Linked DNA regions of Mus musculus: regions 1, 2, 4, 5 and 6 are each linked to region 3. Evidence: chromatin contacts called from public ChIA-PET, Hi-C, HiChIP or PLAC-seq and promoter capture Hi-C data. All regions are on one chromosome and are shown on one strand. Each heading gives the region's core, a stretch centred on a gene start, on an enhancer-like site or on the middle of the called end of the contact. The rest is flanking DNA. Distances are from core to core; before and after follow the strand shown. Region 1 overlaps Gclc (glutamate-cysteine ligase, catalytic subunit). Region 2 has its middle 17 kb from the start of Gclc. Region 3 holds the start of Elovl5 (ELOVL family member 5, elongation of long chain fatty acids (yeast)). Region 4 holds the start of Gcm1 (glial cells missing homolog 1). Region 5 has its middle 35 kb from the start of Klhl31. Region 6 has its middle 22 kb from the start of Gcm1.

Region 1 (3,330 bases), core at 713-3,212, 140 kb before region 3:
GCGTGTGTTAAAAAGAAAACACTGAGCTGCTGCAAAGATGGATCATGATGATTATAAAAGCTACCCAGAATCCCTCACGGGAAAGGCCAGCACAGGAGGTCCTCGTGTCCTGACTGAGGGATCAAAGCAGGAGTCATATAACATAAAATAAGTGAACCTTGGTTTCATAATTTATCAAACCTCATCTATCTAAAGTGTTGCTGCAATTTAGAGTCAGTTCAAAAATCTGAGAGGAATTTTTTTTCCTCTCTTTGTGCTGTTAAAATTGTGAGTTTGAATTAGGACCAGTGACTGCAAGTGTCGGTGGCCATAATGTGCGCATCAGGTAAGAATCAGTCTGTGTTTTGGATCGGGGGCTGAAGCAAGTGATTTTGAGACTTCAGTGATAACCAAAACCTAAGTTCTTAAATTTGACTAAAATCATTGGAATTTTCATGAGTAATGTTAGAATTAGCTGGACTGTGGTTGCCATGAACACCTGTGCTGACTAGGTGAGCAAGAAGGGGTGGTCCCCAGGCAGAGCGCAGGAACTGCTGCTCACCAGTCCCCTTTCAGGAAACCCTTAGGGTAGCATGTCACGTGCCATGAGCCAGTCTCGGATTTTTAGTTTGCGGTAGGATTCAGTTCCATTCAGTTCGATGTGCTCAGATTCTAATGTGGCAGTTGTTGGGTGACCTGTCCTTTTGTTTGCTTGCTGTAGTACTCTAACAAGAAACATCCGGCATCGGAGAGGAGAAAAGGTTGTCATCAATGTGCCAAGTAAGTGGGTGGGGCTGGGCTGGGGCTGGGGCAGCATAGTCCAACCGGCAGCCTTGATTCTCAGCTCCTCTTCTTTTCATTAATAATGCAGTATTCAAGGACAAGAATACACCATCTCCATTTGTAGAAACATTTCCAGAAGATGCGGAGGCATCAAAGGCTTCTCAGCCAGACCATATCTACATGGATGCCATGGGATTCGGGATGGGCAACTGCTGTCTCCAGGTATTGCCTGTGTTGTATGGAGACTTAAATGTCCTCTTCACTATGCATGTGTCTGGTTTAAAGTCACCTTCTAATCTGATTCGAAAGATAGCTTACCTTCTGAAAAATGATGTTGCTTTAGTAAAGTCTTTTGTAGCTGTCTTTTGACTGAAAATTCACAGTTTACCACAGAGGTGTGTGGTTGTTACTAAACTTGGTATCTATTGGTAAACAGATGTTGGTGAATGCCCTTTTTAGATGCCTGATTTTTTACCGCCATCTAGTGACAGCCTTTGAGGATATTATACAAGGCTCAGATCTCTATTTCTGAAAATGACCTCTGGTGAGAGAATCCAGTGACTTTATGATCCAAGGGCAAAGGTTGTTTGGCATTTAAATTTTTATTCTTGTGCAAAGCTACCTCGTGGTTTAAAAGGAATAAATATTTAACAGTCTTTGCCTTGCCCCTGGCTAAATTACACTAGAGATACAATAGTATTTCTCTGTTCGAACAGTTAAAATTTTTGCTGGGACTAATCAAATAACTGATGGCCTCCAACAGTGACTGCACCAGGCTCCCTCAGGAGCAGAGTGGGGAGTGCAGTCTCCCAGCCCACACAGGCCCGTGGTCGTCTCTGCCCTTGCTGCCTCCATGCTGAGCTGGCTTACTTAGTTAAACTGACTGTAGCCACAGCACAAAGGGCACAAAACTCAGCATTCTTTTCTTAGGGCTGCAGCTGTACACACAGTTGTCACATTAGCCTCCCAACTGTTATTTTTGAAAGTACAGATAATTTAGATTTAATACCCAAGTCAGACTTTCCCATGCTACATGTTTCTATAGCATGAAAAGGTATTTTGTTTCCTTTGCATATTTAAGTAGAATCAGATATGTAGCCTCCAAACAGACGCCAGAATGTTCCCTTAAGAACGGTCACACATCATTTAAAACAAGGCTGACTTTTGACTGTGTTACCCGCTTTCTTATCTTAAGTACAAACATTTCTGGAATTAATCATTAAGCTGCAGCACTTAAAATGTGTGGCTTCAGTATTCTGGGAGTGTTCTTGGAACCCAGCCCTTCCTTGGCTTAATATTGAACCAGGGTCTTTCAGGGTTGCACAAAGTGACAGTCTCGCTTGAGACACTTGATTTATGCAAATAAGTGAGTCCTACTGGTGGGGACAAGCATTTTCATGTAAAGACACAGTTGTCTAATCTATTTAAGGTATGAGTTTAGTACTTCCCCCAACATAACCAGTTACAGTATCCCACTTCAAAAGGTTGTAGTGACACAATGAGATGAACTCAGAAGTAGCTACAAAAGTCCCTGCCTTATATCTTCTGACTGGGACCTGAAAGAAGTATTTATTATAGAAAAGCACAAAAAGAAATGGTAAGTACTTTTTTAGTTAATAGTAGACTTAACTGGACAAAACAAAACTCCTCCAAGTTTGTGAGCTTGCTGAGTGCTATAGTGCTTGCCTGGCATCCCAGTGCTACAGAGGGAGTGTGAGCTCAGGCCAGTGTGGGTTCCATATCCAGACCATCTCAGAGAAGTAAATCTTTACACTTCAGAAAAAGGCCATGGCCTGCTATGGATTTTTTTTCCTCCTCCTTTTTTCTACTTAAGAGAATTATGTGGTTTCAAAACCAGATTCTAGGTAAGTGTCGGGTTTGGTTTCTCATCTCCGTGTTTCACAGGTCCTCCTTCCCTCCTGTCAGTGTCCTAGTGACGTCTCCTCCCGTGGGATCTCTTAGGAGGGCAACAGAAGCCAGCCTTCCCGTGCTATGCCTTTGTCAGGGGTCAGAGCTCCTTGGTTTTGCTTTCCCCACCAAAGTCACTGTTTATGAAAGTCACCGTTTAGCGTGGCGTTCCGCTTGACTTGATGCGCAGAGTGTTTCGGCTCTAGAGACAGGAAGGCAGTTAGGAAATCTACTTACGATAACTGTTGTTACACTGCAACTTGGAAATCCCAGTCCCTCCTCTTCATAGAGTTTTCTAAAGCTGGGTTTTTCAGGATGTACCTACGAATCCTACTCTGTCCCAAGCTACCAAGGAAAGACACCATCCTAGAAAAGTTGTCACTGCAGTATCTTTGCAAAACTAAAGAGTAATGCACAGGAACATGCCTAACAGTCACAGGACAGACATAGATCTAAGAAACACATGTCCAACAGACTCTGTCTGCGTCACAACACCCAGAAACACGTGACTGTCTTACATCTCAGCATCCTCTTTCCTTCATGACCTTCTGTCAATTTAGTAAATAGGTAATAAACACTGCCCCACATTCTTGGGACAGAAAACATCAAGACAGAATCCTGGTGATAGGACCACAGACAGTGAGCAGTACTCTGCCTATC
Region 2 (3,422 bases), core at 491-2,990, 180 kb before region 3:
TCTCTTGTTTCGGGAGTCATCTTCCCAGACGCTCATTTGTTGTCATGGCTATCAAGGGACCATAGGAGAAGAGTCTTCATGTCTCTTTCCCTGTCTGCTAGCTTTCTCACTTCCCAGCATTGGCGGTTTCTGGTATTCCCCTGTACCCTTCGTTTCCCATTTTGGGAGTAATCATATGATTGACATCTCAGTCACATCCTCGGAAAATTTCCATCCGTTAAGGTACTTTCTAGGCCAGGTTTCTCACCTTGGTCCCTGTAAGAAGTTAACTGGTTGCCTTGGTGTTGCTTTGGGGCTCTCAATTCTCTGCACAGCTGATTTATTTTTGGTTTGGGGTTTTCATTAGTTCTGGGGACAGGGAATGTCCACCACAACAAAACAAGAAGTGCTTGATAGGTACAAAATGAGCCAATTTAAGCCAGATTAGACTATATTAAAGGCGGGTTTATTGGGAAGCTGCTCTTGGGCAGACAAGTTCACTGGCCCCAAGGACCAAGGCCAGTGAAGTCACTGTCGAGAAAGGGGACGGGAGAGTAAGAGAGAAAGGGGCATGCACACGCAGAGAGCGATAGGAGGAGAGGAGAGGAAAGGGAGAGGGAGAGAGAGAGAGAGAGAGAGGGGGAGAGAGAGAGAGAGAGACAGAGAGAAATGTCTGGATTAGAGAGAGCCTCTCCTAGAAGGGTAGCCCAGCCTCTGGTCTTCGGAGTTCAGGGTTGGGTGAGGGTATGCCAGGTAGGAACTGAGGGATGCTGGGAGAACCTTGAGGCCAGGTCTGCTTTGGTGTGTAAAATATGCACCCCAGTCCCTTGTCCCGGAGTCCAAAACCAAACAGTGCTATTTTAGTTAGGGTTTCTATTGCAGTGAAGAGACAACCATGACCACTCTTCTAAAGGAAGACATTTAAGTGGGGCTGGCTTACAGTTACTAAGGTTTAGAATATTATCACCATGGTGAGAAGCACGGCGGCATGCAGTTAGACACAGTGCTGGAAAAGCTGAGAGTCCTTCATCTTGATCTGCCGTTGGCAGGAGACTGTGCTACAACTGGTCAGAGTTTGAGCATATATAAGACCTCAAAGCCCGCCCCACACAGTGACGCACTTCCTCCAACAAAGCAACACCTACTCCAACAAGGTTGTACTTCCTATGGCCAAGCATTCAAACACATGGATCTATGGAACTATTCCTATTTGAACCTCCATAAGTGTCCCTCTCAAGATAGAAATCAGCCCCCCTACCCTCTTTCTGTTGCTTCTATCTGGTGGGGAAGGAACCTGGAAAGGAAAGGCGAATCTTCAGTGAGTGAAGAACTTGACTAGGGACCTAAAAAGTAGCTTGTTGAATTAAAACTCATGTTCCCTTCCTTTTGCTCATAGCCAGTTTCTGGCTTTCAGCTTGGCATGGTTGCACACACCTTTAATGCCAGCATTTGGAAGGCAGAGGCAGGTGGCTCTCTGAGTTTTAGGCTGATCTGTTCTACAGCGTGAGTTCCAGGATAGCCAGGGCTACATAGAGAAACTCCAAACAAAAATTATTATTATTATTATAAAATAATAATAAATTGATTTTAAAACATTTTGGCTTTCATAGCTTGATGGTTAAGAGCATTGACTGCTCTCTCACAGGAAACAGATTCAATGCCTAGTACTCACATAGTAGCTTTTAGTTCCAAGGTGTCTGAAGCTCTCTTTTGATCCCGTGGGCACCAGGCACATACATGTGCATGGGCATGCCAGCAGTCAGGCAAAACATTCATACACAACAATTTAAAAAAAATTTTTTTTAAATTCTGCTTTCCATTATAGCCTTTCTAAAATTTCCTAGATTCAAATTCCACTCTTTTCTCTCATCCTGGTCAGGTAGTCCTAGCCCACTCAAGAGAGCATCCCTGACCAGACTTCTAAAAGTAGAAGCCCACATATAAACATCAGACAGTCTTCTGGCTCACACCCTCAGAGTTCACCTCCATGCTGACCTCAGCTTCTACCCCTTTCCTGTCTTCTCTTGAATGGAGACAGTAAAAGAGGAACCAGAAGGAACGGGCTGTTGGTGGATGTGTCAGGCTTCTCTAGAGGGAGTGAACTGACAGAGTGAATACCAAATAAAAATAGATTTCTTACGGCGGCTTCTGTGACACAGTCCGAGCAGTCTACTAATGTCTGGAAAAGCTGAGAATCCCACTGCCATGCATTTCCTGAGCCTGCATCATTAGAACCCAGCCCTGAAGGCATGTAGGACTCCTTCAGAGCCACTGGTCTTCAGTTGATACTGAAGCCTGAAGATGCTGGGTTCTGCTATCAGTGAAAGAATGTAGCAAGTAGTGTCTGCAAGAGAGTAGAACTCACCAATGACATGGAGAAACAAGCAGGGGGAAAGAGAAGTGCCTTCCTTTATCTGGCTGCCATGGGGAAGTACTGCGTGTGTTTAGGATGGGTCTTCCCTCTACAAATCACCTGATGGAGAATATCTCTTACAGACAGGCCCAGTGGCTTCTCTCTTAGAGCAGCGGTTCTCAACCCATGGGTCTCTACTCCCTTGGGATCACACATCAGATACCCTGATTTTATTTAGCCCCAAGGTCTTTCAAATGTCCTGACACGTTTGACACACTGACTTCTTCCCGTTCACTTGTGCACCACTCAGCAAATGTTAGCTGTGCCACTCAATGACACAAGCAGATCGCCACCCTCATCCCAGATGCGACTTGCATGCTTACATGGTCTCTGGTTTGAATTGCTTACTGTTTCAGTCTTACCATTCTCCTTCATCCAGTCTTTCTAAGCACAATTCTCCCCCTGGAAATAATTTTCTCTCTCCAGTCACACCCATCCCCGCAGCTCTTCCTACCAGAGCTGTCTTCCCACCACAGCCATCTCCTCAGCTCTGTCCACCTCATCCAACCCTGCAGCTCTGCCCACCACTTTTCATCCCTTCACCAAGCTTCAACGCCTCTCCTAGGATCCTTCTTTCCAGTTGTCCAGTGGAGGAAGCCACAAACTACCTCTGATCCTTGAGGTACAGGAAGTAGTTACATTTTTCATTCTTACCAAAGTGGTTTGTTAAATTTCAACTCTAAAATCAAATCTCATAGGAACAGAGGTCTACCCATTTCTCTGTTCATATATGCTATGGGCTTGATGAAGAAAATTATTCAATAATGTTCAACAAAGAAGAATAGACAGGATATTTGTCCCTTTGTTCAGGGAACATTATCGAAGCAAAGAGTGGATTTATCTTAAAGAAAATGCAAATGATTTGGTTAACCTCCTTGAGTTTTTGTACTTATTGGAGATTTGTTTGATGTTGATTTATTATGGTCAGAAAGGATACACCGAGTTATTTCAACTTTTCTAAATTTGTTAAGATTTCATGTGTGCGTGTCCCAGGATGCCTTCTATTTGAAAGAAGCTTCCATGGCTGACT
Region 3 (3,018 bases), core at 45-2,544:
GGCAAGTGGAGCTGAAACAGGGATCAAACATGGCACCGCTGAGTTCATGCTTCACCCATTCAAAAAAAAAAAAAAAATGGTTAGGACTTCTTGTCATACTCCAGATTACAAAGAACTGTCGCAGATGATGCCTCGAGCCTTGTAAATGCCATTGAGGGGAGAAACAAGCTAGATTTAGTGCATTACTTGCCTACAGATCTTAGCGGTCCCTGGTATGTGAAAGCTACGAGACAATTACAATGAACACGGTGAATGCTAGGAGGCCAGGTTGCACAGATGACCACTCACATGCCACTTGAACGACACTTCCTGTATAGACAGACAGACATGCACTTATGGTTAGCACTCAGCACTGTTGCGGGGAAGGCGGTCCTTACTCAGTGTTTATAGAAATGAATGGCAACTAATTGTTATTGCTACAGCAATTTGTGAATGTTTAAATTATCTAATGTTTATAGTTTGTATATTCGTATTCCTATGACAGTGGTCTGGGTCCTGGAACATTGCTGAATATACAATAAACATTTTACTATAATTTAAAAAAAATGTTTCTACACTGAATGACTGCTTGGCTGTGTTGTGTCAGTGGGTGTAAAGCAAAGGGGGCACAACAAAAGGTTACATTTCTAACGTTTGAAGTAAGAGTTGTAGGCCTTGATTTATCAAACAGCAGCGAAAACTAGAAAGGCTCTTATGTTTGTACCTGCGTCCCTTTTAAGTCTTTGAATTTGCCCAGCTGAAAGACATTACAGTATTTCATTACAAGACTGATAATTTCGTAGAGTAGAAATATCAAAACTCCCAATAGTGTGTGATCAACCTATCCTAGAATTACGGTTGCAAAGTTCTGAGTGATTTCTGTTGCTTCAATTTGCGCAACAGCAGCTCCACCTAGGTTTTAGAACCCTTGCTAAAACCATGAAAAGGGTCCCCTTCACAATGGTGGCGAAACCCGTTAGGTGGGTGGGCACCTGCCAAAACAAAAACAAAAACAAAAAAACCACCGCCAAGCCTGCCCCTGCCCCCCGGCTGTTGGAAAGAGTTCAGGGCATCCAGAACTTCACTGTGGCTATTGCGCAGACTCTGCGTCCCACGCAGGCTTATTAGGAAGAAGCAAGAAAACTGCCCCGAGACACGTGAACCACAGGAGACCAACCCTGGCTTCCTCTGCTCACCGCATCTGATTCTGGAATTTACAATCACGAAAGTTCTATCGCCCCAGGATTGGTTCCAAGGCCGCATGACATCATAGCGCTTGATCCTGCCTCCGGGCTCGGATTGGCTGGCCGCGCCATTGTGACGTCACGGTCAGCCCACGCCGGGGTTGAAGCTGCCGGGCGCCTTCCTCTTGCATCGCGGCTGCAGCTTGCTTCTGTTCCCGCGCCCGCTTGCACATCCTCCTGCTCGCGCGGTCCTGCTGCCGTCCGGTGCTCCCCGTAGCCGCTCAGGCAGAGAGGTGAGCCGCCTGCTTCAGGAACTTGGCGGGTGCCAAGGCACTGGGGTGCGGCCAGGCTGCTGGCGCCGTGAGGTCCGGGTTGGGCGGGGGGCGGCAGGCACCGTGGCCCGGCGAGCGCGGGGCGCGGGCCGAGCGGAGCTCCGCCGGGATGGATGCTTTCGCACCTGTTCGTGGGTGGCAGCCACTTTGGCGCACTGACAGGCGCGGAGATCGCAGGGAAGGATGGCGGCGCGCTTGGATCTTCCTCCGAGCTTTCTCTGAGCGACCGTAAGGGCTGCCGAGGAGGAGTCCGCGTGGGTCCGTGCAGTACCGGGCTTTGGGGCCGCGCGCTGGCCTTTCCCTGCTTTCCTCTCCTTTGCTGCTGCCAGGGACGCCCGCTTTCCCGCGACCACTCCAGCGGGTATCTGCAGCCCAGCCTGCCCCGGGAGGGTGGAGACGCGGACGCATAGCTGCGGGTAACGGCCTGGAGTCTGCGAATCCATAAAGTGCGCTGCTCAGAGTTTTAGGGAAAGTGTCCTTTATTGTTTGCTTGCCAGCAAGCCTTCCCCTTCCCCTATCCTTGAGGTGGAGATAGTAAGGTCCAGAGAGAGTTCTTTTTAGACGATCTTGAAGCCTTCGGCACCTTTGAACTTGGCGTCCCTGCTCTAGATTACATTATGCTTATCTCCAGGCGCCTTGATTGCAAATTTGAAGGATGCATTGGATGAATTTTCGTAAGGGGAGGGGGCGATTGAAAGAATGCAACGCATGACTCCCTAGCTGGAGGATACCCGGGGAGAAGTCTGATAAGAAATTGTGGGGGAGCGAGCAGCCCTCCTCCCAAGCCTCGACTGTCTTTCTGTTTTTTTAATGTCAGGGCTGGTGGCAGGAAGTGTTTTGTACAGTTGTACAGGAGGGCCAGTGTTGTCTGTTGGTTTTGTAATTCGTTCCTCTAACCGCTTGGCAGTTATAACCTGTTGGTTTGTACTTGCAAGTCTTTGTGCTTTTGCAAAGTCTCAGGCCACAGCATTTGGGTCAAAAATCTACAGATACAGTCAGCTTTGCATTAGATGAATGCGAATGCACACCGTAGATTTTATCTATGGCTGGGCACAGGTGCATCGTTTATCTAGTCAGTCCCAGTACTGCCGGGTTTCTCTGCGAAAGCTCTGACCTTGAAAAAAAAAAAGGGGGGGGGGCTACTTTCCTTTGAGATTTTTCTCCTGATAACGTCAGTGCCAGGAACATCCACCATAGGCCATCTCCTTTTCTATTCTCTTTTTGTCTTTCAGTTTGGAACTGAAGACAGAAAGGAGGAATGTTATATACTTTCACAGAATGGAGGGTAAACTTAACCATGAATAGGAAACATGGGTGTTGGGTTTTTCAAAATAGGTAACTAGTAAGTAGTTCTTACTTGACTCGGTTTCCTTGTCAGCCAGCCGGGTCCCATGTAACTGATTTATTTATTAGGTGGTTTCAAGAGACTGTAAATGGAAGAACCCAACAGGGGGTCTGCTAAATAGTGGTTTGATAAATGTTTCCTTTTCCTTCCCTGGGATTAACAGTGTTTCTCTTGGCCA
Region 4 (3,517 bases), core at 810-3,309, 130 kb after region 3:
ATAGCTAGGCCGAACCCTCCGTACCGAGATGACAGAGAGGTCCTGGACCAGAAAAGGGCAGTATAATATGACTCTCCTGTTTGCTTTCTTTGACAGTTTCAAACATGACCGATGCCTGGGTTATGAATGCCACAGAGAGGGGATGTTGCCAGAATGTAATATCTAGGGAGTCAGTACATGAGACGGTCCCACACCAATAAAAGTTATCTCACCTCCAATGCCTAAAGCATTACTATTATACTCATGAAATCAGCCAGAAAGATCCCAACAGACTGGTGGCAGACTGAAGGGAATTCGGGGGTGGGTAAGAGAAGCATTAGCAGGTAAGGTCAGCTACTCCACAGGTGGTTCTATCCACATTTCCTAGGCAGGGTCCTTGTCCAGGGAGGAAGCAACAAATGGAAAAAGGACACAGAGACTTCTACTTGCACGGAGGCGGAGACAAAGACCACAGACCCAATCCAGCATCGGTTGTCTGTGATGCTTGACTGTACAGTTTTATTTCTCATGTTAGAATCGTTCCTAGCTGAGTGTGGTGGGCATGCCTGGGGAGAAGGAGTAGGAGTGACAGAAAGACTATGCGCATCAAGCGTAATTTAGGGAAATGCCCAGCGTGGCCTCTGATTCATTGTAAGAATTCAGTCAAAGGAAGTTGATAACAGTTGGGAGAAAGAGGAAGGAAGACCAGGAATTTCAAGTGACCTTCTGCTACATAGTAATTCTGAGGTCAGCCTGGTCTATAGGAGGTCACTCCCATCTCAAAAAACTAAGAAACCAATCAATAAACAAAAGCAAAGAATTCACAGAGCCAGTAGCAGAAGTGAGGATTTGGCAAGTTGAGACCTCAGCCTTAGGGCATGGAGCTCACTGGGTAGAACCTGTCCTTGGGACAGGCATAGCCCTGGTGCTGCAGCTGGAACCCAGCAGGAGTTTCCTGTGAAGGAAAGGAGGGGGAAAAAAAAAACCCTTCGACTCAGAGCAGCTGGCAAGCCAGGTCAGATCCACATCAACGAGAGGAGGCAATCCCACAAATTAAGCAAAAAATATCTACATTTGGTACATGCAGAAAAAAAAAAAAGCAAGAGTTTGAAGCTATGTGACCAAAATACAGTCTTAGATATCTACTGAAAGATTGCACTATGGATTAGCCACAATGATAAACAAGACAACAGATTTTGATTTTATTTTGTGATTAGAAAAACAGTTACTGTTAGTGATACGGTTAAGGGTTCTGAAATATCATCGAAAAGAGAAGTCACGTGTTTCAGAACAGTATTGGAAGATATTGGATGGGTCTGTTAGAATTCCTAAAAGATGGGTCAGATTTAGATATGGAAATGAAAAAAGACCTTGGGGGAGGTGGGGGGGGGTTTGCTGTTTAGCTCAGGCTAGCCTTGAATTTGCAGAGACACTCCCTGGAGTTAGAGCTCTGCCCTGCCACCCTGAACTACACAGAACTTCTTGATGTCTTTGATTCTCCGTTATATCTCCGAAGCCCAGCAGACTACCTGGGATTCCGCAGAGGAGCTGGGCTTGAAGAATTGCATTCGTTGTCAGGTTTGATACACTTAGAATTAGAGATGGCTTTCAGTGTTTCTGGTTTAGGGCTGCTAGCTGTCTAAAAACTATCTCAGTAATTTCCATCCCCCCCCCCCCTCGGTGTTTGCACTGCCATGAGTCTCCCTGTCTGCCTTCTCGCTCACACACACAGAGGATAAAACGCATCTACTGTAAAACAGTCGCTCTTGGATTCAATCTATAAAACTATCAGGAAAAAAAAATCTGTATTTCTTTTCAGAGTTTTGTTTTGTTTTGTTTTTCCCTCAATATCCTTTTAAGTTAGATGTCCTCTTAGCATTAAGGAGGGGAAAGTTCAGAGGCACACCATAGAATATTCATCACATGGCTAGCACCCTGAGAAGAGCTGGGCTGCTCCTACCTGTCCCTGGCTGAAAGCATCTTGATTTTGATTGGACAGTTGCCAGAGTCATTAGCATAGTGTACCCTGACCTGGGTTAGGGAACAGCGACCACTTAGAAATGAACAGAACTTGCAGGACCTGAGCCAGAGCTGACACTTGTATGACACCTGGACAAGAAGCTGACAAGAAGGACAGACTCGGGAGCACTGAAGGCGGACAGGGTGAGTTGTGTAGCCATGGCCACAGGCTTTATTTGTTCTAGGTCATGGTCTGTAAAAATGATGGAAGCTGAACACGCCTTGGTCACAACTCTGAAATAAAAGGAAGTCTTGAAAAATTTAGACCTTTATTTTAATCCTGGGGAAAGATTGAGTTTACTTACTGACGGGATAAAGCAGGTTTTCCCCAATGTCTTGTTCTTAGTTTTTAGGGAAATACTAAATTAATCCTCACTTCATAAAAGTATGTGTTGGAGAAAAGTCTCTTTAAAGTTTTTAAAATTATTGTACTTTTGGGGAGTAAAATCTTTATTCCTCTGCTCTTAATTTAAAATCAAGTATCTAGCCTTGTCTAAGAACAGCATTTTTAGGTTTAGACAGTATAAATCTTGTTTTCCAACTTTTTTTTTTTTTAATCTGTTCTGTTTTGTGTGAAGTGCGCTGTGGGTCATAACCATTCTAATTACAAGTTTGGGCTAGCAGAGTTAGGGCTGTGACAGACGATGACTTTTACTATTCACTACTTCTCTACTTGTCATGTGAGCGGTCTCTGAACTGAGGTGGCAACCATCTTTTTCCAAGCAGCTCAATAATTGTTTCCTAAACATAGAGATTTACTTAGAAGTTACCGATGAGGGGCCGGTGGTAGCACCTCGGTGGTTCAGTGCAAGCCCCGGCGTCCATCCTCAGCGCCACAAACACCTCAGCCCAGAAACAAAGCTAAGACAGACTGAGAAGAGCCTCTCGCACATTTAGTCTTGAATGGCAGTGTTTGCGGAGGGGACTGGACTTCGTGGTTTGGGGGAAGGGGGCTGATCTTACAAAGGTGATGAACAGTTCATGGGATTTATCTATAAAAATATTAGTTAATCTAAAGTGCTATGGGCATAGTCCTAAGCTAGCTGTGTCTTTTTATGCAAATTTACATATTTTTGGTAGAACTAGGTGGTTCCAGGTAATAATGGCTCCTAAGGCTCTTATAACCCAGATCTAGCAATGAGGATGGAAATATACCTGAGGATAAAAGTAGGGACCAGAGTATTGAAACCCTAAAGTCTACTGTAGCAAGTGCTAGTGGCTTCTGCAGATTTTTTTATTGGCAGTTGGTACTTGCAAAAATGTCAATGAAATTGCTATTTCCAGCAGACAGGTAATAGATGGATTCTTTCTGTATTGTATTACTTTGTTGCTTCTTTAGAAAAAAAAAAGATTTATTTATTTTATGTATATATATGTACATTGTTGCTATCTTCAGGCACACCAGAAGAGGGCATCAGATCCCATTACAGATGGTTGTGAGCCACCATGTGGTTGCTGGGAATTGAACTCTGGACCTCTGGAAGAACAGTCAGTGTTCTTAACTGCTGAGCCATCTATC
Region 5 (3,023 bases), core at 265-2,764, 250 kb before region 3:
GGAAATTCAACATTACTCAGCGTAATATGGTATGAAGCTTTGCAGAAGTGAAGTAAGAATTGACTCCTATTTGCCTCTTCAGTGGTCCCTGGAAAGCAGTCTAAAATGAGAAATGAAAAACTAAAATTGATAAACAAAATTGCTAAATACATGGTCTGGAGTCTGGACCTCAGTTTCTGCAATTGTAAGAATCACTCTCAATTACAATCACGTTACTCACTCCATCAAGTGGTTACAAATACACAATTAAGCAATATATGGGAAAACATTGTGAAAACACAAAGCTAGTCTATACATTTGTCAAGACCATGACATTTCTACATTGAGTTACCTATAGTCAACATTAATTACCACTATGCATTAAAAGAACAGATCAGAAATATGCAGCTCCTCACAATTCCATACTGTATTTCTTCTCGACCTTTGTTCTGTCTTTGATTTCCTAACGTCTTTGAAGAAAAAGCCTGGGCACGCTTTGTTACCCTAGACACGCAGAAGAATGAAGAAGGCGAAGGAGCCAAGAAGCTAGAGACAAATCAGAACGTGAACTCCCAAGTGTGCCTCCAATTCACATTCCTTCCTACACAAAGTACACAGGACACAGAAAGGAATGAGAGAGAGTGAATGATTCTAGTAGCTACCCAGTACAGGGAAGGACACATTGTATCTACATGATCAGCAGTAAAACTCATCTTTCCCAATAGTCCACTGAGTCCCTGTTTCTAAAGCTCAATGCAGAAGAAATCCCTACCTGCCTGTACCTTTTTCTCTTCCTGTCCTCCCAGCTTATCAAAGGCCACTGTCTTAGGGACTCACTCTCCAGCTCTGTTTCAACAATGTAGTGTATGTAGAGGTGGTTATAAGGCCCTGACTAGCTCTCTCTCAGCTTCTTTCAGGAATTGTCCCATCACAAGCACCCACCATGGTGGGTTGTCTTTACCAGAGGCCCGAACAGATGGGACTGCATGGTCTTGTACTGAAACTTCCCAACTGTTACACAAAGGAAATCTTTTCTCTTTATAAGTTAGTTATGGTAGGTTATCATAATAACGTAAAGCTAACACATAGTGAGGCCATTTCTGAATATCTAAATGTGGAAAAACCCTTGGAAGTGGTTGTGGGAGGAATTTGTAAACAGTGATGGAGCTTACTGTAAACAGGAGATTCCAAGAATGTAAGCGTCTGTTCTGTGACATGGCTATTATTGGCTTCTTTTAGTCACATTTACTAAAGGGATCCAAAAGGAAGGGGAGTTAAAAGATTTGAAAACTTCTCAAATGCACACGTAAAGACGCAACTAAAGAAGGTGAAAACAGATTAGCACTGATGAAAAGAAACAAAGAAAAAACAGAACCTAGTATGTTAGCTATTTTTTGTTGTTGCTGCTATGGTAAAACACCATGACCGAAGTGTCTTATAAAAGGAAGCGCTTATTTTGGCTTACAGTGCCAGAGAGAAAGCTTGTAGTGGTAGAGGAAGCATGGCAACAGGTAACCAAAACAGGAAGCCGAGAGGCCACAGCTCTGTTCACACACAGAAAGCAGAGAGAGTAAAATGGATGGAGGGTGAAGCACAGACTCTGAAAGCCAGCCTTCAGTCACACACCTAATGCTATCAAAGCTTTCCAAACACCTCCAAACAGTGCCACCAGCTGGGGACCAAGTGTTCACATAATTGAGCCTATGGGGGGACATTGCTTATTCAAACCCCTCTAGCTGCAACACCACTGTGGTTAATTAGTTGCTATTCTATTGCTGTGAAGAGACACCATGGCTAAGACAACTCTTATGAAAGAAAGCATTTACAGGGGGCTGGCTCACAGTTTCAGAGGCCTAGTCCATTATCATCATGGCAGGGAGCATGGTGGCAAAGGTGGTACTGGAGTAGTAACTGAAAGCTACATCCTGACTTACAGACTAAGAGAGCATGACACTGAACCACACTTGGGCTTTTGAAACCTCAAAGCCCACCCCCAATGACACATATCCTCCGACAAGGTCACACCTCCTAATCTTTCTAACCCTTTCCAATAGTACCACTCCCCAGTGACTAAGCATTCAAATATATGAGCCTGTGAGGGACATTCTAATTCAAACCATCACAATCACCCACTCATCACAGGTTCAAAAGTTTGACACTGGGGCCAAAGAGATGGCTCAGTGGTTAAAAACACTGGTTGTCCTTCCAGGTGACCCAGGTCGTATGCCCAGACTCCACATAGCAGCCCATTACCATCTGTTACCCCAGGCTCAGGAGATCTGATTCTTTTATACGAATGCTTCAAGCATGCATGTGTAAGAGACATACTAGCAGACAAAATATCCACACACAAAAAAATGAGTTTTTAAAGTGTAGCATTATTGATTTGTTCCAAAGACTTTTGTGTTACCCTTTTTGTCACTGTGATAAGGTACATGATAGAAACACTTAATAGAAGGAGGACTTATTATGGCTCACAGTTTTGAAGGCTACAAGCCCATCATAGTGGGGAGAACAAGGCATCTCAATCCATAGCAGCAGTAGCTTGCCACACAGCTTGGCAGATGAGGAATATGGTGGTTTGAATATGCTTGGCCCATGGCAAGTGGCAGTAGTAGGAGGTGTGGCCTTGTTGGAATAGGTGTAGCCTTGTTGGAGGAAGTGTCTCACTATGTAGGCAATCTTTGAGGTCTCCTTTGTGTGTGGATATTTTGTCTGCTTGTATGTCTCTTATCACATGCATGCTTGAAGCATTCTTATAAAAGAATCAGATCTCCTGAGCCTGGGGTAACAGATGGTAATGGGCTGCTATGTGGAGTGCTCAATCTCTGCTCAATGTGGAGCAGAGCCTCCCCCTGACTTCTTGGCTGCCTGGACAAGACAGTCTCCACCTGGCTGCCTTTGAATAGAGATGAAGAACTCTGGCTCCTCCAACACCATGCCTGCCTGTACACTGCCATGCTTCCCACCATAATGATAATGGACTGGACCTCTGAAACTGTAAGCCAGCCCCAATGAAAAGTTTGCCTTCAAAAGAGGTTAGG
Region 6 (3,063 bases), core at 240-2,739, 160 kb after region 3:
ACCATTCCCCAGACAGGTCATCCTGCCTGGGTTGCGTAAGAAACCTAGTTAAGCATGTGAGGGAGCCACAGGGACCCTTCCTCCATGGTTTCTGATGTACTGCCTTGGCTGTGAGTTCCCCAGTCAGAGGTAATGTACCCTAGGATAGCAATCAGTCTTGCTATTGGGTTCGGCCTTTGATTTCTGGCCCTGACTTCTCCCAGAGATGGACTGTGACCTGAAAGTGACAGATGAGACAGATGCTCTCCTCCTTTTAGTTGCCCTCAGTCAGCGTTTTATCCCAGCGACAGAATGTAGCCAGAACCGTGAGGAGCTTGCGTATTGCTCTCTCTTGTGCTGTACTTACTTGCAGTCAGCAGTTCATCTTGAGTTCCTTTCCCCCATCTCCTTTTGCATTTAATGATGGGATTAGTTGATTTTAAACAGTGTCTCACTAGAGAGCCCAGGCTGGCCTCAAACTTGTGAACCTCCTATCTCAGCCTCCTAAACTGAGGATTACAGATAAATGTCCCCATGACGGACTCTGAAGACAGCCTTTCAAACTGATGCGAGGTGGTATCTCACTGCACTTCTGCGATGCATATTCATAGTGAGAAAATTCATATATTTTAGGCCATTTCTATTTCTTCTTTTGTTACAGGGTTGGTTTGCTTGTTTTTAAATGCGCATTGGTGTTTTACACACGAGTATGTCTGTGTGAGGGTGTCAGATGCTCTGGAAGTGGACTTACAGAGAGTTGTGAGCTGCCTTGTGGGCCTTGGGAATTGAACTGAGCCCTCTGGGAGAGCAGACAGCTCTTAACCACTGAGCCATCTCTCCAGCCCCTTGATTTCCTCTTTTTTTTTTTTTTTGGTTTGGTTTTTTTTTTTTTTTTGTTATTGTTGTTGTTTTTCAAGACAGGGTTTCTCTGTGCAGTCCTGGAACTCACTTTGTAGACCAGGCTGGCCTCAAACTCAGAAATCCACCTGCCTCTGCTTCCCAAGTGCTAGGATTAAAGGCGTAGGCCACCACCACCCAGCTGATTTCCTCTTTTAAACATTATAGATCACTTGCTTATTTTTAACATTTTTTTTGAGTGCTGTGCATTTTCTGTATATTAACTCCCTGTCAAACGAATAGCCTGCAACCATTTCCTCCTGGTGTGAAGATCACACCATCACTCCTGTTTTCTGGGCCATTCAGAGCTTTTTGGTTTCATTTAATACTGTCATTTTTACGCTTCTGTTTCCTGGGCTTTTGCGGGTTTCACCCAGGAAGTCACTGAACGTAGGACTATCTTGAAGAATCTCCCCCAGCACTTCCTTCTAGAAATTTCAGAGTTTGAATCCTTACTTTTAGGCTTAAATTTTGCAAGGATGAGAGGCAAGGGTTAGGTTTTTGTCTTCTGCGGGTGTGTGTCCAATTTTCTCAGCTCTGTTTGCAGAAGGGGCTGAGTGCAGGCAGTGGTCGGCTTTGTGATGAATCAGCTGTGGAGGCTTGTTTCCAGGATCAACAGGCTGTTCAACCGCGCGCGCGCGCACACACACACACACACACACACACACACCACAAAGATATGTATGTAACAATAATAGTCAAAGAGAAAGAGGCTACCAAATGGAGAGTAAAGGCGCAGTGGAGGGAGGTGTTGAAGAGAGGAAAGGGAAATGGAAAGTGATTTAATTATTTTTCATTTTAGAAACATAATTTAAGGACTGGAGAGATGGCTCAGCGGTTAAGAGCACTGACTGCTCTTCCGAAGGTCCTGAGTTCAAATCCCAGAAACCACATGGTGGCTCACAACCATCCGTAATGAGATCTGACACCCTCTTCTGGTGTGTCTAAAGACAGCTACAGTGTACTTACATATAATAAATAAATAAATAAATCTTTAAAAAAAAACCTATAATTTAAAAGGTATACCTAATTAGGTCTTAACAAAGGCCTGTGGATAAATCTTTTTTAATGTTTTATTGATTATTTGTGAATTTCACATCATGAACCCCAATCCTACTCATTTTCCTGTCCCATCATCACGTCTGCCTTCTGCCCTTGTAACCTCCCCCACAAAAGAAAAAAAAATCTTGTGGAAGCTGTAGTGTGTCACAGTATGTCACACGGTATTCCCTTTTGTCCACACATCTTTACTTGCAAATGTTCATTGCAATGAGTCATTGGTCTGTTTCGAGGCCCCTGGCTTCTAGTATGCTATATCAATACTGGATTCCCACCTGGACTCTTCTGATATTCTGCTGTTGTTTCCAATTCTGTCTCTCTTCACAGCACATAAACTACTCAGCTCTTTTTCCTCGTCTTCTGTTTCTCCACCTCCTATTCGCTCTTCCTTCTGTTCCACCACTCCACCATCTACTTAATCTCTTCCTACTGTGCCTGGCACAATTTCACTTCTGACTCTAATTAATCAAACAATTAAGATCTACTGTGATAAGCTTCTGAATGGGAAAGAATAGGTTAGTACAAGCAGGTTTTCATTAGGCTTCATTAGGGAGGAAAGTCTGGGCCCTTCTTATTTATTTATTTATTTATTTATTTATTTATTTATTATTCTGAAGTAAAGTCTGTCATAGAGATCTGGGCAATTTTCTACACTTACTGAAGATGTCACTTCCTTTAAGAACCAACAAGACTGACTTTTAATTCCTTGGAGATTATTGTTGTTGTTGCTATCATTATATTATTATTATTATTAATCATTATCACCCTCCCAGAATCCCTGCTCTCCTGTGTCCGCCACCACAGGCGTGGTCAGTTACAGATCATGCCTCTGGTTTTTCATGGTAATGCCAGCTTTGCAAAATACATTTGGAGGTGTTCCTTCTTTTTCTATTTTATGGATAGGTGTGAGGAGGGTCAGGGTTAATTCTTCTTCGAGGATTATAGTGAATCCACCTAGACTTGGATTTATTTTGCTTCAATTTTGATGTTTGTTTAATTTTTTTTTTATCTCATCCTGGTTTAACTTTAGTAGATTATATGCACCGAGAAAGTCACCAATCTCCTGGCTTAGTGGACGATAAGTTTTAAGGTATATCCTCCTCATGATTATATGAACTTCATTTTTAT

What was found. Promoter capture Hi-C pulls out the DNA fragments that hold promoters and counts their contacts. HiChIP or PLAC-seq counts read pairs in DNA pulled down with a chosen protein or histone mark. Hi-C and Micro-C count contacts between places; a contact is called where the count stands out from the background. ChIA-PET counts read pairs in DNA pulled down with a chosen protein or histone mark.
Region 1: a contact with region 3 is called in a promoter capture Hi-C map of liver. The contact joins the enhancer-like site here to the promoter of Elovl5 in region 3. A contact is called at or near these places in 5 of 39 promoter capture datasets (the C10 cell line, cranial neural crest, embryonic stem cells and 2 more), 1 of 15 datasets of contacts at CTCF or cohesin (CD8 T cells), 4 of 115 datasets of contacts at active chromatin or transcription factors (the SCID.adh cell line, embryonic stem cells, pancreatic cancer cells and 1 more) and 2 of 9 other capture datasets (adipose tissue and liver).
Region 2: a contact with region 3 is called in a Hi-C map of pre-B cells, with 2.3 times the contacts expected there. The contact joins the enhancer-like site here to the promoter of Elovl5 in region 3. A contact is called at or near these places in 7 of 39 promoter capture datasets (the C10 cell line, cranial neural crest, erythroid cells and 3 more), 5 of 484 Hi-C or Micro-C datasets (CD4 T cells, CD8 T cells, the N1E-115 cell line and 2 more) and 2 of 115 datasets of contacts at active chromatin or transcription factors (microglia and pancreatic cancer cells).
Region 4: a contact with region 3 is called in a promoter capture Hi-C map of liver. The contact joins the promoter of Gcm1 here to the promoter of Elovl5 in region 3. A contact is called at or near these places in 9 of 39 promoter capture datasets (the C10 cell line, the HPC-7 cell line, embryonic stem cells and 5 more), 4 of 115 datasets of contacts at active chromatin or transcription factors (the SCID.adh cell line, bone marrow-derived macrophages and embryonic stem cells) and 3 of 9 other capture datasets (adipose tissue, macrophages and pancreatic islet).
Region 5: a contact with region 3 is called in an RNA polymerase II ChIA-PET map of memory CD8 T cells, with 41 read pairs. The contact joins the enhancer-like site here to the promoter of Elovl5 in region 3. A contact is called at or near these places in 4 of 39 promoter capture datasets (cranial neural crest, liver and pre-B cells), 1 of 484 Hi-C or Micro-C datasets (olfactory sensory neurons) and 2 of 115 datasets of contacts at active chromatin or transcription factors (memory CD8 T cells and pancreatic cancer cells).
Region 6: a CTCF HiChIP or PLAC-seq map of CD8 T cells shows a contact between it and region 3, with 7 read pairs. The contact joins the enhancer-like site here to the promoter of Elovl5 in region 3. A contact is called at or near these places in 6 of 39 promoter capture datasets (the C10 cell line, the HPC-7 cell line, embryonic stem cells and 3 more), 1 of 15 datasets of contacts at CTCF or cohesin (CD8 T cells), 3 of 484 Hi-C or Micro-C datasets (the G1E-ER4 cell line and granulocyte-monocyte progenitors), 7 of 115 datasets of contacts at active chromatin or transcription factors (CD8 T cells, bone marrow-derived macrophages, effector CD8 T cells and 2 more) and 2 of 9 other capture datasets (adipose tissue and liver).

What each region holds. Positions count from the first base shown.
Region 1 is chr9:77,780,384-77,783,713 of GRCm38.p6, forward strand. It overlaps Gclc (glutamate-cysteine ligase, catalytic subunit), which reads left to right. Exons shown (of 16, transcript NM_010295.2): 5 at 701-759; 6 at 851-984. Among named protein-coding and RNA genes, the nearest start is that of Gclc, 28 kb to the left of the region's middle. Within about 2 kb of position 1,963, at least 36 of the 459 cell types and tissues checked have an H3K27ac peak or open chromatin away from gene starts, as enhancers often do. A contact at or near this core is called in liver and pancreatic cancer cells, where this site is marked.
Region 2 is chr9:77,735,486-77,738,907 of GRCm38.p6, forward strand. No RefSeq gene overlaps it. Among named protein-coding and RNA genes, the nearest start is that of Gclc, 17 kb to the right of the region's middle. Within about 2 kb of position 1,741, at least 52 of the 459 cell types and tissues checked have an H3K27ac peak or open chromatin away from gene starts, as enhancers often do. A contact at or near this core is called in microglia and pre-B cells, where this site is marked.
Region 3 is chr9:77,916,071-77,919,088 of GRCm38.p6, forward strand. It overlaps Elovl5 (ELOVL family member 5, elongation of long chain fatty acids (yeast)), which reads left to right and starts at 1,295. Exons shown (of 8, transcript NM_134255.3): 1 at 1,295-1,456.
Region 4 is chr9:78,049,899-78,053,415 of GRCm38.p6, forward strand. It overlaps Gcm1 (glial cells missing homolog 1), which reads left to right and starts at 2,060. Exons shown (of 6, transcript NM_008103.3): 1 at 2,060-2,142.
Region 5 is chr9:77,669,722-77,672,744 of GRCm38.p6, forward strand. No RefSeq gene overlaps it. Among named protein-coding and RNA genes, the nearest start is that of Klhl31, 35 kb to the left of the region's middle. Within about 2 kb of position 1,515, at least 12 of the 459 cell types and tissues checked have an H3K27ac peak or open chromatin away from gene starts, as enhancers often do. A contact at or near this core is called in memory CD8 T cells, where this site is marked.
Region 6 is chr9:78,072,687-78,075,749 of GRCm38.p6, forward strand. No RefSeq gene overlaps it. Among named protein-coding and RNA genes, the nearest start is that of Gcm1, 22 kb to the left of the region's middle. Within about 2 kb of position 1,490, at least 27 of the 459 cell types and tissues checked have an H3K27ac peak or open chromatin away from gene starts, as enhancers often do. A contact at or near this core is called in CD8 T cells, the G1E-ER4 cell line, bone marrow-derived macrophages and 3 more, where this site is marked.